2 separate regions of the Mus musculus genome follow, and region 1 is linked to region 2. Evidence: chromatin contacts called from public HiChIP or PLAC-seq data. All regions are on one chromosome and are shown on one strand. The core of a region is the stretch at or near the end of the contact, and the rest is flanking DNA. Distances in the headings are between cores, read along the strand shown.

The links. HiChIP or PLAC-seq counts read pairs in DNA pulled down with a chosen protein or histone mark.
Region 1: a contact with region 2 is called in an H3K4me3 HiChIP or PLAC-seq map of embryonic stem cells, with 18 read pairs. The contact joins the promoter of Ireb2 here to the promoter of Crabp1 in region 2. A contact is called at or near these places in 1 of 39 promoter capture datasets (macrophages), 2 of 484 Hi-C or Micro-C datasets (embryonic stem cells and nephron progenitors), 6 of 115 datasets of contacts at active chromatin or transcription factors (bone marrow-derived macrophages, embryonic stem cells, intestinal crypt epithelium and 1 more) and 2 of 9 other capture datasets (adipose tissue and liver).

The regions. Positions count from the first base shown.
Region 1 is chr9:54,862,494-54,865,193 of GRCm38.p6, forward strand. Ireb2 (iron responsive element binding protein 2) reads left to right here and starts at 1,262. Exons shown (of 22, transcript NM_022655.3): 1 at 1,262-1,403. The coding sequence starts at 1,385.
Region 2 is chr9:54,763,393-54,766,297 of GRCm38.p6, forward strand. It overlaps Crabp1 (cellular retinoic acid binding protein I), which reads left to right and starts at 1,356. Exons shown (of 4, transcript NM_013496.3): 1 at 1,356-1,579; 2 at 2,091-2,269. The coding sequence starts at 1,510.

The DNA of each region.
Region 1 (2,700 bases), core at 12-2,511, 99 kb after region 2:
GATTTCGAGAATAGTCATGCCCTTGAGACTTTCTGAGAAGACTGTCACAGTTGTTAAGGTCAGGAAGCCAGTGGATCAAGTGGACTTCTAAACAGTAATGGAAGAGAGGAGCCAAGGATAGCGTGCTGGTATGTGCTTAGGCGGTGGCATTCGCTGGTGTAGGTGACAGACACATAAGGACTCAGTCACTGGCTTGGGTGGCAGTGGTTGTGGTGGTGGTTTTGCATAGGAGATGCCTGTGGTAACAAGCGTTAGGATATATTCCTCTAAGCTTAGGAGATGGGTTTGAGTTGTAGGTAGGCTAGAGAGCATCAGCTTATGAACGGATAGCTGGAGCCAATAGACAGATGAATGAGCCAGAGGAAATGAAATCTGGTGCAAAGCTCATGTCACGAGATAGAGTTAATGACAGTACACTTAATAGCTGGGCAGAGAAAGGCCCTGGTAGAGGAGACTGGGATGAAGCAGGCTTGGAGGCCAGGAAGTACAGAATAGTTTTGGAATTATGGAAGCTAATACAGTTTGTCTTAGCAAACATACTAAACAAACAGTTAAAGCAAGAGCTGGGGTATTAGCAAATAGTTATGCCTACCTTTATCACAGGCATTTTTGGAAGTGGAAACCAGTCTGAGAAGGGATAGGAGTGGGGAAGAAAAGGGCAAACCAGACAACTCCAAAGAGTCCGCTAACCAAAAGACAAGACAGGGAAGACATAAGGACTCTCCCTGGCGGGGCCAGAGAGAAACTTAGGACACCATCACGTTTAACTGCTCCTGGGAAGAGAAAGGTTGAAGTTATAGGAAAGTATGGACATTTTAATTCATTCAATTAGTCGATTGCCTATGTGTCCCATTAACCCGGCCTTGTTCTCTTGAGAATGCACGAGTGGGCGCCTCATTACATCACGGCTTAACACAAGGCTTTACCATGCAGGGAGAACTTGAGTCCCAATCCTGGCTCTTTCCTACAAGACAGTCCTGCAGACATCGCGGGACCTCAAAACCTCACGGTATACTTTTGGGCCCACAAGAAAGTAACGGAACCTATGGCGTCCCGTTGTCAAAGTTACTAACCTCCCAGGGTTCCGCCCCCCCACCTCCAGCTCTGGAGAACAACAGAGGCTGCGCAGAGACCCGCCTACCCGCTGGCTCCGCCCCGCTCTTTCTTTGTTTCGCCGGTCCGAGGATCTCGCGAGAGTTAGCCGGCAAATCCCGCGAGCGCGGACCCCGGGCCAGCTCTGCGGCTCTCGCGGTGCCTGCGCGAGACTGCTTCCTTCCTCCTTTCCCCTGCCCGTCCGCCCGTCTTCCTCCCTCTCTTCCCGGCCTGGCCTCCCCCTCCTTCCCCCGCTGGCCCCCTCCCCGCAGGGATAATATGGTCTCCGGCGATGGACTCCCCAAGTGCAGGTCAGTTCCCGGCCGCCGCCTTAGCGTTGGCGGCTGGTGGCGTGCGCTGCTGTACATCCGTGGCCCTCGCTGTGCTCTGCTTACGGTCACCCGGGGGGGCGGTCGGGCCCTCAGGGCTTGGTCGTTCTCTCCCCTCGGGGCGGAGGCCGCGAAGGCCGGGCGTCCCCGCCCGCGCGTCCCGCTCTTCAGCGGAGCGCTAATTCCGCCCCTGGCCGGGGCCCGCTGCTTGTTGGCTGCAGCCTCCAGGCCCCCAGGAGGAACTGCTGGGGCAGGGACAAGCCCACGTCTTTCTCTGCCCGCCCCCCTTTTGTGAGCATTGAGTGTCGGAAGACCTGGCTCCCTTGTTTGGCTTTCACTCTGCTGGCTGATCCTTCTACCCAGCATCCTGGGATCTCCCTTTCTTTGCTCCTGGAAGTGGAGGGGCTGTCGAGGCTGAACGTTAGCCGGTTCCCAGATCATTTGTTGCAGTCTCCTCCCCCATCCACCTCCCTCCACAAAAGAAAAACACTGTTCTTTCTGAATGGACTGTGCTTGTCTTTTCTGGTTTTGGAAGAAGATCTTAGAGCAATGTTTAAGGGTCTCACCCATCCAAGTAATGAGGCCGCATAATGAATTTTTATCTACCTCACCCTTTCTCACAACACTGAGAGTGGGGGCATATTCAATTAGTGCATAACCATTAAGGGTATATCTCTTAGTAGAATCTAATGTGCCAGTTTACCTAGATATTTTGATGGTCACTTTAAAAATCATCTTTAGTGTTCTGTTGTTGGATTTTTAATTGCCTTTTGAACCTCTAACAATGGTTTTGTCAAAGCATTATCTCTGTACTTAAGCATGTTCAGGGCACGATTTCTGAATGCTTGTACATCATTTAAACCATTCTTATGGTCTCTTTGCAGACATTTAACATTTCTAAGATTGAAAAGCCATTGGGTGGGTAATGCTGTAATCCCAGCATTCAGGAGACAGAATGGGCGATTATTGCCTCTACTTGCAGGCTCTCCTGGGTTGCCCAGTGAGGTTAAGTCCACTCTGGGATACAGTGACAACACCCTGTGTCAACAGGCAAGGTAGAAAGCTGTCTGTCTCACTAGTTTCTGTTTGACAAGAGTCGAGGTTTAGAATTGTCCCCTTGCAGTCCCGTGGAGACGAGTCTTGTGTCTGTGGTATGGGACAGTCAGCACCTCCATCACTGCCTCCATGGTTCAAGGTGGCCCTCGTAGCTGCCCCGCAGGGTAATGCAAATGTGCAATATTCCCATCAGCTTTCCATCACACACAGAGTTCTGCTGAGC
Region 2 (2,905 bases), core at 106-2,605:
CATCTGTCTTAGATGGCTTCTCAGGGCCCCTGGGCAGAAGACCAATTGCAGTCCCTTCTAGAAGTACAGAGGCCCTCTTCTGTTAGCAGCATTCAGCATGAACCAACCCCAGGTCCTCGGGGAATCCTCACCCCACAATCACCTCTAGGCTTCAGAACATCTGCATCTTTTGAGAATCGATTCACTTCTGAGCCCCACCTGGCTGAGCCTGAGGAAATGAGGGTGCATTGATCAACTTTGATCGCTGAGCTCTAAATGGCCTATTTTCACAGGGAAGACTGGACCAGAAGGAATCCTGTCAATTCCGAGGAAAGTAATCTGCTTAGGACCTAAACAGAATTTTACAACACCTGTGTCATGAGGAGTGGGCAAGCTTTTTTTTTTTTCAGCCCATGAAGGAAAAGTGACCTTTGGGGACCTCGAGCAGCATGGTCAACGGCTGATATGGAGCCACCCGTGGCAGGTTCTAAGATCCTGAATTGGGCAGTTTGGCTGAGGTGTAGCAATGGTGAAACAGTGGAAAGAGGCTGCAAGGAAATGTTGAGGTCTGAAAGCTGGTAAGGCACAGGGACCTGTGTGTACACTCCTTAGTGGAGACTCTGGGCTCTGGCGTTGATTTTCAGATCTGTTAGAGCAAAGGCAGGAGCTAGGCTTTCTTGCTAGGCCTTCCCAGTAGGACTGCAGAGCTCAAACCCGCAATTTTACAAAATAAGCTGCCGCATTTCCCTGCATTTTGCTTGTTCCGTCCCTTAGGCAACAACAAAGGGACGGTGTTGGTCTGGGCTCCCTTCTAACTTAAGCAGAAAACCTGCATGAGAGGCTTGGTTTCCAGCACCCGTTTGAACCTGCCTTGGTACCTCCGTGCCTCCATGCCCGGGATAAGCAAGGGTAGGGGCTGGGCCTTTCCCGCCACTCTAATTGGTCCTCCATATGCTAACTGAAAAGCCGAACAGAGCAAATTCGACCGGCTAGTGGCAGCCAGAAAGTATGGGTGGAAAGAAAGTGGCTTCCATGCCTATGGCCTTACTACTAACAGATATTTTCAAACATAGGCAAAAGTAGAGAAAGAATGTCGCGTTCCCCTGAATCCCCACTACCTAGCTAGCCTCATGTATCTCCTCCAGGCCGACCTAGCTTCATTAAACCCTCTCCTACCACCCAGTTTAAAACAGAATGTGGGCGGCGTGGTGGAGGAGGCACCAGGGGAGAGCAAGTTCCAAGTTGCATCACTAGTGGCTGAGAAGATGAGGAATGGTGAGGGGCGCCTTAGGGCGGGGAGTCGGGCTCACCCCTCGTGGGCCACCCCCCGCCCCTCGTGCACGCAGGGCAGGGGCGGGACTTGAGGGCGGGGCCCCAGAAGGGGGGGGGCGCTACCCTAGCGACTCAAGGCGCTTGCGGCTGGGCGCAGAACGCCAGTCTCTCTGCAACGCAGCGTGCGACCGCTCCGCAGCAGAGGTGGGTGCCTGCCCCTGCCTTCGCGCCGCCGCTACAGCCAACACCACTGCCACCATGCCCAACTTCGCCGGTACCTGGAAGATGCGCAGCAGCGAGAATTTCGACGAGCTCCTCAAGGCGTTGGGTAAGCTGGTACAGAGAGTATGTCCGGTCTGTTAGAAGCAGCTGCGAGGCGCCCGGGTCCCAGAGAGGGTGGCCTGGGTAGGTTCAGGCAGGAGGGAGTCAACGGAGTGATGAATCTCTGTTTCCTTTGAGGTTCCCCCACCCCCCAAACCCAGGTCGCAGAGGAGAGCGGGCTCCAGCCCCAGGGAGTTCAACTAACGTTTGCTGGACATTTGGCGCCTTTCTCGACGGTCCCATCTTTATCTCGTGCTAGATCACAGTGAAGAGCAGGGACTTTAAACTGGGGCTTTTAAAAGACCAGATCTTGCCATGAAAGCCCTGGGTAACTCAGGAAAGCCGCTTGCCGACTTTAAGCCTCGGGTTTTCTTCTCTAAAACCCAAGGGAGGAAAGAGACAAGTGGGACTAATTTAAGAGCCCCGTCTAAAGCCAGAGGATTTGGGAAGTGCCAAACAGGTCTGGGGGAGACCAGTGGGTGAGGACCAGAGACCCGAATCTATGCTTCCTTGCGCAGGTGTGAACGCCATGCTGAGGAAGGTGGCCGTGGCGGCTGCGTCTAAGCCGCACGTGGAGATCCGCCAAGACGGGGATCAGTTCTACATCAAGACATCCACTACTGTGCGCACCACGGAGATCAACTTCAAGGTCGGAGAGGGCTTCGAGGAGGAGACAGTGGACGGACGCAAATGCAGGGTGAGGCTCCAGAGACCGCACCTCCTTCCCGGGTACCCCCCCATTAAAACCCTTGACCCGCTGCAGGGTGTGTCACGGGAAGTTTGTGTGACCTGATGGTCCTGGGCTCAGGAGAAAGCCCTACCCGAGGTTCCCCTCATACTATCTATCACCCGGGCGCCAAAAGGCGCGCGCGCGCGCTTTGAACTCTGGGTGGGTGTGTGGTCCTGGTTAGTGCCTCGCTAGCGGCGCCTTCAGCGCTAGCTCTGGCTGCATAGGTAGAGAGGTTCCTGGGACCGCTGCTGCCTCCTGTTCTGCGCAGCTGCCTACTTACCTGTCATAGGTGAAGTGGCTGATTTAGCATCCCGCCCCCTGGGTCCTTGGACTGTAGGGCAAGGATTCGGATCCAGTTGCACAGCCCGGATCCCCCCCCCCTCCGTCCCCGCCGCGCGCGCGCGCGCGCGCATGCACACACACCCCGGACCCCGCACCCATCACCTCTTCCTGCCCTTCCGTGTTCAACCGAGGTCTTTAAGGGAATGGTGAGATTCTTCCAAAAGTAAAAGAAGCAACGCATGTTCTAGTTCAGACAATGTACTAAATGTCCTTTCTAAGTCCTCAAGGACTTAGAACAGACAGAAAGAGGTGGGTAGGGAG